Regions from separate parts of the Mus musculus genome. Here region 2 is linked to region 1. The links are chromatin contacts, called in public promoter capture Hi-C maps. All regions are on one chromosome and are shown on one strand. Each heading gives the region's core, a stretch centred on a gene start, on an enhancer-like site or on the middle of the called end of the contact. The rest is flanking DNA. Distances are from core to core; before and after follow the strand shown. Region 1 holds the start of Dclk3 (doublecortin-like kinase 3). Region 2 has its middle 4.2 kb from the start of Gm36251.

Region 1 (5,860 bases), core at 1,551-4,050:
GGAGTGTTTCTGGGTAAGGCCTTGCTGCTTTTGAAAGACTTGCAAGTAGAGAGACCCAGTGTTGAATTGAGAACCCTTTTGATCACTCTCTCATACTATTTATTGGGGCAGAGTCTCTTGAACCCAGAACTTAGCTGGACAATATGGCCGGTTATGTAATCTAGCTTCCCCTGAAGATCCCCCAATCTCTGCCTCTGAAACTGGGAGGGTGAGTTGTGATTCCAGCCTGGTACTGAAGTAGGATCTGGAGATCCAAACTCTAGCGCCCAGCCCTGTGTGGCCAGTGTTCTAACCACTGAGTGGCCCCCCTCAACCCCTACTCCAGCCCCCTAAGAGATTTCCTTAGACATCCTTAAACGCCTTTGACTCTTCTGCTTAACTGGAGCTATGAGTGAGCTTACTTCCTGGAGACCAAAGTAGCCCTATGCCTTGGACAGGCTCCATGGCCACTGTTGCACTCCCTTGAGCTATGCCAAATTATCTTTAGTTCAGTGGCTTACTGTGAGCATGGAGTTCCTTCTTAGACCTCTATTTTGCATTTAAATGACTGCCTAGATCTGTATTCAATGTTTGTTTGTTTGTTTGTTTGTTTGTTTTGTGTGTGTGTGAAAAATATTTTACTTTGAAGAACTGGCAAAAATATCATTTCTTAGGTAATAGGACTGTAGCAGCTTAGATATACAAGGAAGCATTCTCTTTTAAAAAGGGAAATATACTATTGGCGTAGCTTTGCACTGTCATGTGGGACCCCAACCTCTATTTTATTGGTCTATAATATTTTGGGCTTGTCTTAAAATTTTAAGGCAACCATTTAATCCAAGAAGGCTCCAGTATTGTGGGACACCATATTAGCTAGCTTTTGCTGCAATAATCTTGAGGGACACAATAGCTCAGAACGTAATTGTTTGTAACTATGGGCATTTATCTCTGTCACTTCTAGGTCTCCAGTCCTATGGAGTAGCTCTAAAATCAGGTCAAATGTTAGCTGTAGGTTGATGCTGAGGCCTGATTCATGTTTCTCCATGTTCTCCTTGGCCAGGAGGAGCAGATCCTAGGGAGTGAGTCCAGGAGGATACACATCCAATAGCACCCCATTGGTCATTTAAGAAAGATGGCCACAATGACAGACATGATGCAGAGAAATACTGTGGTTTGAAGGGACAAAGGGTGTGGTTGTGATTTGGATCTTGGATCTTCCCCAGAAGCCTAGGGGTTGAAGGCCTACTCTCTAGCCTGTGGTGGCAGGCCATTTGGGTATGCCAATTAGTGGGAGGAAGTTAGGTCACTGGCATCACACCCTTGAAGTGATACCGGGGCCCCAGCACTTTCTTGTCTTTGCTTCTTGGCCGTCAAGATCTAATAAATAAATCTCTTCCTTCTTGTGTTCTTGTCATGACATGCTGCACCACCACCAGGGCCAAGCAAGCATGAATTGAAACCTCTGAGACTATGATCCAAACAAATATTTCTTCCATTTAAAGCATGAACTCAGGGAGCTAGGGAGATGGCTTAGTGCTTAAGAGTACTCCCTTGTGTTGGAGAGGACTTGAATTTGGTTCTCAGACCCACAAGAGATGGCTCACAAGTTGGTTGTTATAACTCAGGCTCCAGGGGCTTGGACATCCTCTGCAAAAATCTGTGGGCACCTACACCAATGTGCACCTCCCAACACATACTTGTGCACATAATTTAAAATAATAAAAAATAATTTAAAAAATTGGCTACTGGTTAGCTTATGTGTTTTGTCACAGTAATGAGACTATCTAATACAGGTAGGTGGTCTAAGTCTATTAAAAGATGGAACGAGAAATTACTCCTGTAATCTAACATACTATAGATACCATATTTGAATGCCAGGTGAGGCAGGAGGTGGAACGGGACCACGGAAAGCATCTATGAGCCTCAAAACCATTTTGAGAGTCTCACACAAAGCTTCCCAGTTATATTTCACTGGCCAAGACCTTTTCTTATTGGTTAGTTTTGGCACCAGGGCAGCTGGGAAATGCAGTCTTTATTGAGGGTTGCAATGTCTTCAGCTAAAATTGGTGTTCTGTTAATAAGGTGGGGGGGTTGTGAATATGTGAACAGTTAGTTTTCCCCACAGCATGCAGCAACGTGTGGGATAAATGCACTGTGGTGTGTTGTCTTGAGCTGAGAGCTCAAGACCCCTACTGCCGAGTGTGTTAAGCCAAACTACAGGGAAACGATGGTTATCCACCATCAGGTGTTGCTTGACTTCTGCCACACAAGGCAGGAGACTCAGCATCTGATCCCTAAAGCTCCGTCTATTTGACTCTCTTCCCCTCCTGGGTTGGAACCACTGTGTCCTAACTTTGATTCTGGGTGCAAAAAGAACGTTTTGGTGGCGTACCTACAGTTTGGCCTCTGTGCTGCAGGGAGAGGCAGGGTTGCTGGGGTTCCAGACCTCCTTGACTTGGGAGTCACCCACTGAGAGCACTGTAGAGCCTCAAGTCAAAACCAGTCCCCTAGTCCCTTAGCTGGAACAGCCTTGGCAGAGGGAATAGGGAAGGAAGGAGGGAAGGAAGGAGAGAGAAAGGAGGTAGGAAGGAGATATATGAGAGAGAGAGATATGAGAGAGAGAGATATGAGAGAGAGAGAGAGAGAGAGAGAGAGAGAGAGAGAGAGAGAGAGAGAGAAGAGATCCTGTGGGGTACTGGCTGTCCAGCTAGCTCTCCTGGAGCGCCCTGCTTGCTCAAGTTCACTGCCAACTCCACCGCCCCCGGGTGGCCTAGGGCGAGGCGGGGCGAGGCGGGGAGGGGCGGGGCGGGGCGGCGGCGGCAGCGCGGTTGTCAAGCTCGCGCTGAGGAGACTGTCCTTGCGCCGTGGCTGCCGCCAGCAGCAACCTAAAGGAAGAGGAGACCTGGATCGCTCTGTGCAGCGAGTAGTCCCGGCGCCTTCCTGCGCCCGCTTGGCCGCCGTCGGGCCACGTCCAAGAGCTGCCACCTGCAGCCAGGCCGCCAACCATGCCAGCCGCGCCGGTCCTGCGCCCGCCGCCGCCGCCAGCGACCCCCGCCCCGCCGGCACCCAGTCGCCCTGCGCCTCCCATTCCGGGTAAGTGCCCTCGGTGACTGTCGGGAACCCCACTCTGAGCGATGGGGCAGCAGAGGCAGACCCTACGGGGATGCACTGTGCAGGCATGTGTGCAGGCTTGCGATTTGAGTTCATGTGTGCTCTGCGTGAGTCTGTTGTGTGCATGTGTGTACTTGTGCAACCCCTCTACACAACGGGAAACTTGCTAGGGGGTGACACCAGCTTGAGCGGTTCCCCTCTGGGCAATCAGAACGCCATTCCTGGAAAAACATACTGGGCAGGTGCAGGAGGCTGCAGGAAGAGTCACCACAGAGGGAGCTGTCGTTGATTAATCTTCATGGGGGAGGCACTAGTCACCCAGAGACGTCCCTCATTCCATCCTTTTCTGAAAGAACCTCTGTTTTGAAGCTCTAGAGCTACCTCCTTGTCAAAGGTCATCCAAGAGTTGTGGAGAGGTTTACTGAACCCTGCTTTCCAGAGCGCTGTTTCTAGCCAGAGAGTCACAGAAGAACAAAGGGGGGTTAGAAAGAAACAGTACAGGCAGAGTGTTTGGGAATTAGCAGGCTAGATCAGAGCGGGAGAAATAGAACCATCAATTCATTTCAAATATAGCCCCACGTTTTCACTCCTTTCCACGTCTGGCTCTGGGGGCGAGGTGTGGTGGAGAAAGGATGAGGCAGCTCCCGGGCCGGGCAGAGGCGTCTGGGGACACCTTCCCAGAGTATGTGCCTGCTGGGAGTGGGGCTGAGAAGCTGTGGAGGGAATTAGGTTGTTACTTGCTCCATATAGTGAGTCATTTCTCTGCCTCACTCCTTCTGAGTCCAGACCATTCTCTGTCCTCTACTTGATGGTTGATAGCCGTCCAGTGGGAGCTAGGTCCCACTCTCAACCGCTCTTATAACATATGCTGGCATTAAGGAGACTGTTTTGGGGCCTGCAGAGGGGGGTCTGTTGGCTTTTACAGGGGTGATCTACTGGGGCTAGTGTTGGGCTAAGGATCACAGAGAAGCGAGGTTCCCAGAGCTCTAGGTAGGGACACGTTATTCCTGGGGGGGGGGGGGAGAAAGCAGAGCCCCAGGGAGGAAACAGGGCTGTGGAGTGCTGGTTTGTCTACTCCCAACTTCAGCAAAGCAAGTTCTCTGTGATAGTATTGTTAGCGCGATGCCACGGGAGGAAGGGCAAAGGGAGGCAGCTGTGATTTCTGAGTTATACTTACTGACCAGCTCTCTCTCCACAGTCCTATTGTGGCACATTAGAGCCCCGAGTACTTGGCTCTGAGCTGTAAGTCACCCCCTACCTCCACTGGAGGCTGACCTTTGCGCTGCTCAGCTGTTACATGTTCAGAGCAAGGACTGGCTGTAAGTGCACATCTCTCTGGGGCAGCCCCTGACTGACAACTAATGGGTCTTGAGGAGAACATTAGTTAGCTCACCTCCTAGGCTCCTCACTAGGACACTGAGTGAGGCGTGATGTTCTTTGTTTATCATTAAGTTTCTTTGTCATTACATGGTTAACTCCCAAGGATCTTTGAGGGTCTTGCTTCCCTCACTCGGCTTGCTTTTGGGTCTTAGCTGGCTTCTGCAGTTCTCAACCACTCTTTCCTGTGAACAACAATGAATACACTCACTCCCTGTCATAGGGATTCCTCCTTGGGGTCTGATTCTGAGAAACAACAGCAAAACCAACCAACCAACCAACCAACCAACCAACCAACCAACTAACCAGCCAACCAACCAACCAACCAACCAAGGAAACAAACCACAGAACATGGAATCATTTCCCTCCTATTCTAGTTTGCTCTTCTTTGCTGTCATAAACACCATGGCCAGAAGCAGCTTGGGAAGGAAAGGGTCTATTTTAGCTTATAGGTTACAGTCCGCTATGACAGGGAATCAGGACAGGAACTCAGGGCAAGAACCTGTGGACAAGCAGAAGCAGGGGTCACAGAGGAATGCTGCTTAGTGGTTTGTCCCTATGTCTTGGTCTTATATAACCCAGGCTGACTTGTCCAGAGGTGGCACTGCCCACAATGAGCTGGGCCCTCCCACGTTAATCATTAATCAAGAAAATGCCCACAGACTTACTATTAGTCTTATGGAGGCATTTTCTCAATTGAAGGCCCCTTTTCCCAAATGACCCTGGTTTGTGTCAACTTGACCAAAATAACTAACCAGCACATGTCCCCCCTCCCTCCTTCCCTCCCTCCCTGATTTCTTTCCATGTTTGTTTTTGGGAGGAGGCTCTCATGTGAACTAGGCTGACTTTGAACTATATATGTACCGGAGGCTGGCCTTGAACTCATGATCCTTCTGCCTCCACTTCTCGAGTGCTGGGATTACAGATATGTGCCACCATGTCTGAGAGCCTTCTCACTCTTAGTGTGCTTCCTCCTCCCACTGTTCCTTACCAGCAGCATTGGTAGCAGCAGCAGTGGAAAGCCTGCTTCTTCTAGGTCGCCTTTAGGTGAATTCACAGTGCCTCATCTTGGCTCATGGTCTTGGTGCCCAGACCCAGGACTGGCAAACCTCAGCACCATGGCCTCATCAGTGTGCCTTTGGCACAGTGCTCAGAGTTCTGGGTGGGACAGCCCTTGGACTTGGTGCTCAGAGAAGCAAAAATAAAGTGGAGAGTTGTTCTGTTGTCCCAAGCTCTTATATCTCTGTGTGTGCATATGCATGCTTGTGTTTGTATGTGTGTGTATGCATACATGTATGTGTGTATGTGCATGCATGTGCCTGTGTGTGTGTGCATGTATATGTGGGTGAATGTGTATGCATGTTTGTATGTGTATGTATCTATGTATGTGTCC
Region 2 (5,201 bases), core at 1,138-3,637, 1.7 Mb after region 1:
AGTGTGTGTACATATGAGCATGTGTGGGTGTGTGTATGTGTATGAGAGTGTGTGTGAGCATGTGTATATGGACAATTGTGTGCATAAGTGTGTATGTGGGAGGTTATGAGTATCTGTGCCTGATTCTATGTGTATGAGTATATATGTGTATATGACTGTATATGTGAATGTGCATGTTTATGAGTATATGAGAGAGTGTGTGCATATGAGTGCTTGTATTAGTGTGTATATGGGGAATGTGAGTATATGCATATGAGTGTTTGTGTATGGTATGTATAAGTGTGTGCGACTGTGTGCATGACTGTGCGTGTGTGTATGTACATGAATGTATTAGAGTGTGAATGAGAGTGTGTGTGTATGAGTGTGTGCATGTGTGTGTGACAGTGTGTGTGGCTGTGTGTCGGTGTGTCAGTGTGCAGACACACATGCCATGGTGTCCGTTTACCACAGCTCATATACTGAAATCAGAGGAAAATCTTGGGTGTGGAGTCTTATCTTCTCCTGTGTTTAAGGCAGTCTCTCTTTTCTATTCCCTTGCTGTGCACGTCAGGCTACCTGGTCTTTGAGCAGCCAGAACTCTGCTTCCCATTCTCTGTCTCACAAGAGCACTGGGAATACGGACACATGATAGCATCCAGATGTTGTGGGCTTTAGAGACTCAAATCCAGGACCTCAGGCTTGGGAGACAAGGGCTTTATCCACTGAGCCACTTCCCCAGCCAGAGGTTTGCATCTGACCTGAGGTACGCAAAGCAAACCGTTCTGATCAAACCAAGATGCCTCCCAGTTCCCCCAGTTCTTTCCTGGAAAGTTCTCTGACAAGTTGTGTGAAAAACTTCCTGGGACACAAGTTGCCCTTCAGGTTCCAGGCTTTTCTCCTCAAGGTTTGAGGTTCCTAGGGAAATTCCAAGTTCTTAGGGTCCAGTGTTTTAACAATCTGTTAAGCAAAGGGAAGGCAGAGAGTCTCTTTTCTTTATTTCAATTAAAAATTTAATTAGATATTTAGTTAGTGTATGATGTATGCGTGTGTGCATGTTTGTGTTTGTGTATGTGCATATGTGTATGTGTGAATATGTATGTATATATATGCACGTGAGTGTGTGTGCATGTATGTATTATGTGAGTGTATATGCCTGTGTGTGTGAATGTGCGCATGTGTGTGAATGTGTGTATGTGTGTACTGTAAATGAGTATGTATGCATGTGTGTACTGTGGGTGAGTGTGTAAGCATGTGTGTGTTATGTATGTGTGCATGTGTATGCATGTGTATGAATGCGTGTATTTGTGTGTGTGCATGTGTGTGAGTGTGTGCATGTGTATTGTGTGTAAGTGTGTACATGTGTATTGTGTGTGAGTGTGTGTGTTTGTATGTGAGTGTGTGCATGTGTGTGTTTGTGTGTGTGAGAGTGTATGTGGTGTGTGTGTGTGTGACAGAGAGAGAGAGCGTGTGTGTGAATGTGTGTGTGTGTTTGAATGTGTGTGTGTGTGTGTGTGTGTGTGTGTGTGTGTGTGTGTGAAGGTCAGAGGACAACCTGCAGGAGACATTCTACCTTCACCTTTACCTTCCTTCTATCTTTAGAGTCCACCAGGAAGGCTGAGTGCCGCACAGAGGCCAGACAGAGCAGCCATCATTACTCCCTCCCTGCCGCCTCCTGCCTGTCTTCTATGCCTAGCTAGCTGTTTCCTAAGGATCAGAAGAGGAGTTTCTCCCTTGTCTTTCTGGTTGGTTTCTGTAGTTTTGCAATGAAGCCTTCAGTGAAGCACAGGCCCTTAACCCCCTGCGTCAGGCTCCACCATGCCTGAGACATGACGAGACCTAACTCTCGAAAACTCCTTGCTCAGGCCAAGTGTTAAGCTTTCATGAGTATTAATTTTAAAAATGCAGCAATCGCTACCAGCAATTACAAACAGCTTCAAGGACACAAGTTATTAGCCATTTTACCTATGCCTGACCCTAGTTCAAGCGATGTATTTCATGATGTCTATTTGCTTCCATTCTGGTTTCAAATGAAATGAATAGGGGTGAAGCACACAACAAAATTACAAATATCTCCTTTAGACATGTTTCTTAACTCTTAACTCTCACTAGATTAGAGAAACAACAATGAAGTTAAAAACAGGACTGGGGTGAGAGGAAAGCGATGGACAACCAATATGCTTTAGCTCTCCAATTATGCCAGGAGCCATGCCAAGTGTTTTAGACTCTTTGACCCTTATCAATCTCTGAGCCCCCATGTAGCAGATGAGAAACCTGAGGTGCACAGAAATTCGTTTACTCATCCTGGTTGTCTACCTGTAAAATCACAATGCTAGATGCTAACACTCGTCTCCATAAATACTACTCCAGGCTCCAAGCTTTGTTTGTTTCTATGTTAATGATTCCTGCATGCAACTGTTGAACCAACCTTACCCCTGGGAGATATGAGCACATGGCTACTTATGCCAGATGAAACACTGGGGCAGACCAAAGGAAGAATTCAACCCAAGTTTAACTTGGTAATCTAATGAGTTTATAGGTATACTTTCAGGGACATGGGTAAAGGGTTATACACTGAAGCGTGGTAACCCCTAAACGACTCACCCCACCTTGGATGATGACCTCATGGTAGTAACATCACAGATGCCCTCGGTTAAACCTCTACTTCCTTACTTATTCTAGCATTTCCAAAGATCACTTGCAGCTGCGGTGGGAGGCAGAAGGAAGGAATGGCTAGCATCCCAAATCAGGCTGCTATGTCCTCCCTGACTTCTAATAGGGAGTGTTAGCAGCTATATCAACATGGCCATAGTTATCAATGTATTATCCTGTTTATTTGGTTGCCATGGCTACTGAGCCATGGTTCTCTTTATTCCAAGATGATATTTGAGTGTTCACGCGATGTCCAAAAGAAGAAGCCATAGCACTAATAGCTAAGGTTGCAGTTCATTTCTGTCACTTTATGTCTTGTAGTTTTAATGAGAAATGCCCCCCCCCAGGGTCATATAATTAAGCACTTGTTTCCTAGTTGGCGACACTGGGGAGATTATGGAACCTTTAGAAAGTGGCACCTTACTGGGAGGTAAGTATGTTCCTCAGAGTGGACTTTGAGGGTTTATAGTATCACCCTGCTTCCTGTTAAACACACACACACACACACACACACACACACACACACACACTCTTTCTCTCTCCTCCCTGTGCAGAACTGAGACGTGATATATCAGCTTCCTGTTCCTGTAACCCATCACTTGCCTTGCCCACTAAGATGGAGTCTGTCCTTCTTAGGAGTATGAGCTAAAATAAAGCCTTTCTTTCTTACGTTGCTTTTGCCCATGGTATTTTAATCAAATCAACAGAAAAATAACTCACACATTATGAATAGATTTACAATAAAATGTTAGTGAAGACATAAGTGCCAAATCCACACCACTAACCATTTACTTATTGTAAGGGCTTCATGTTCTTAGGACCCTTTGCAATCTGTTCACAGAAATCTCGTCCCTTTGTCTTGTTTGTGATCATTGAGTTTGTGAGCATTGCACAGGAACTAAGAACATACCTAACATTGCACAATGCTGGAAATAAATGAACAAGAAAGGACCCACACTTCCACTGAGACCAAAGTCTGAGTAAGAAGACTTGTATATTGAGTTTATATTAAAAAGCTTATGTTCTTTCTTATGCATTTTTTGTGGCAAGGGGTTTTCAACAAGACTTTATTGGGTTTCTTCTGTCAGTTAATAACTAATAGTTAACCTTCCAGTGTTTGAGTCCTCCTACTTTTAGAAGCTCTTCTGCTGTAAGGCATTCTGGGGTCTTTAAACCCTCTCCTATCTTGTGGTCTTCCCACTTGACCTCAGCCTCTCTCCACAACCAAGAGAACGTTCCCCTGGAGTATTTTGAGTTTCATTTCTGTAGAACCATGAACTCTCCTGATTAATTCAACTGCCTATCTCTTGCTCCACCTCCTAAATGGTGTCATCTGACAATGGCTACAGTAGAGATCTTATGGAGCAGGCTTCTTAAATGTCTTTGCTTTGGTTAGATTTTCAAGCAAAGGGGGGGGGTGGTGCACATGCTTGTAATTCCAGCACTAGGAAGACAAGGTAGGCAAATCCCTGTGAATTCGAGGTCATGCTGGTCTACGTGCCAAGGTCATGCTGGTCTACGTGCCAAGTTCCAGGTCATCCAGGACTACACAGGAAGACCAGTCTCCAAACAAAATCCTTCATCTTGGGGCTGGAGAAAAGGTTCAGTGGTTCAGAGTGTTTGGTCTTTTTACTTAAGACCTGAGTTTGATTCGCAGAACCTGCTTGGGGTTGTCCACGACTCTGTACCTACAGTTCCTGGGATATTCTCTCTTCTGGCCTCTATGACCACTGCATCCTTTTGTACATAGCTGCATATACATACATATATACATACATACTAAATAAATAAATAAATTATTATGAATAATTAGATCTGTTTTAAAGCAGAAGGTGGACATGTTAGGGTCCCATGAGGACCTCAGTGACATATACAAGCCTTATTTACAACTTCTCTTTCATTGTTCTGTAGATTTCTACCAATGTAGGTTACAACTCATTTCTTCCAGTGGAGAGTGGATATAGGTCACTCCCAGGATGCACTTAGCCCCACCATTGATAGACATAGGTACACACATTCTGTTCTTATGTTCTTATTTGGTCATTTGTGGAGAAAAGTTATAAAGAGCCCACAGCCAAAAATCCAAGCCCCCAGTATGAATTTCCTGCTTGACTTGGTACAGTAGTGACAAACTCTAGGGTCTGGGCTCTGATGGACTCAGAAACTTTTATGTCTCTCCAGAATTCACATAACATATGGTCAATATACTGTCCATGTGATAGTTAATATTGATTACCAATGTGGAGATAAATCTCTGAGCATGTCTGTAGATTGATTCTCTAATTTTGTTAATTGAAATAGAAATCATCACCCAAATGCAAGTGGCATAATGGCACGGGTGGCAGTCCTAGACTACATAAAAAGAAACCTGGGATCTGAGCACCAACATGCATCGCCCTCTGCTTCCTGACTGTGGTTGCCATGTGATCAGCTGCCTCCGAAACACCCTGCTTTCATGGCTTCCTTGCCATGATGAACAGTAGTATTAAGCCACGCATTCCTTAGTTTCCTTTTATCAGGTGTTCAACAGCAATGAGAAGAAGTAACTAGTATAGTCAACATAAGCAGAAGCA

What was found. Promoter capture Hi-C pulls out the DNA fragments that hold promoters and counts their contacts.
Region 2: a promoter capture Hi-C map of liver shows a contact between it and region 1, with 5 times the contacts expected there. The contact joins the enhancer-like site here to the promoter of Dclk3 in region 1. A contact is called at or near these places in 5 of 39 promoter capture datasets (hippocampal neurons, liver, pre-B cells and 1 more).

What each region holds. Positions count from the first base shown.
Region 1 is chr9:111,436,281-111,442,140 of GRCm38.p6, forward strand. It overlaps Dclk3 (doublecortin-like kinase 3), which reads left to right and starts at 2,801. Exons shown (of 5, transcript NM_172928.5): 1 at 2,801-3,072. The coding sequence starts at 2,985.
Region 2 is chr9:113,124,999-113,130,199 of GRCm38.p6, forward strand. No RefSeq gene overlaps it. Among named protein-coding and RNA genes, the nearest start is that of Gm36251, 4.2 kb to the left of the region's middle. Within about 2 kb of position 2,388, at least 2 of the 459 cell types and tissues checked have an H3K27ac peak or open chromatin away from gene starts, as enhancers often do. A contact at or near this core is called in liver, where this site is marked.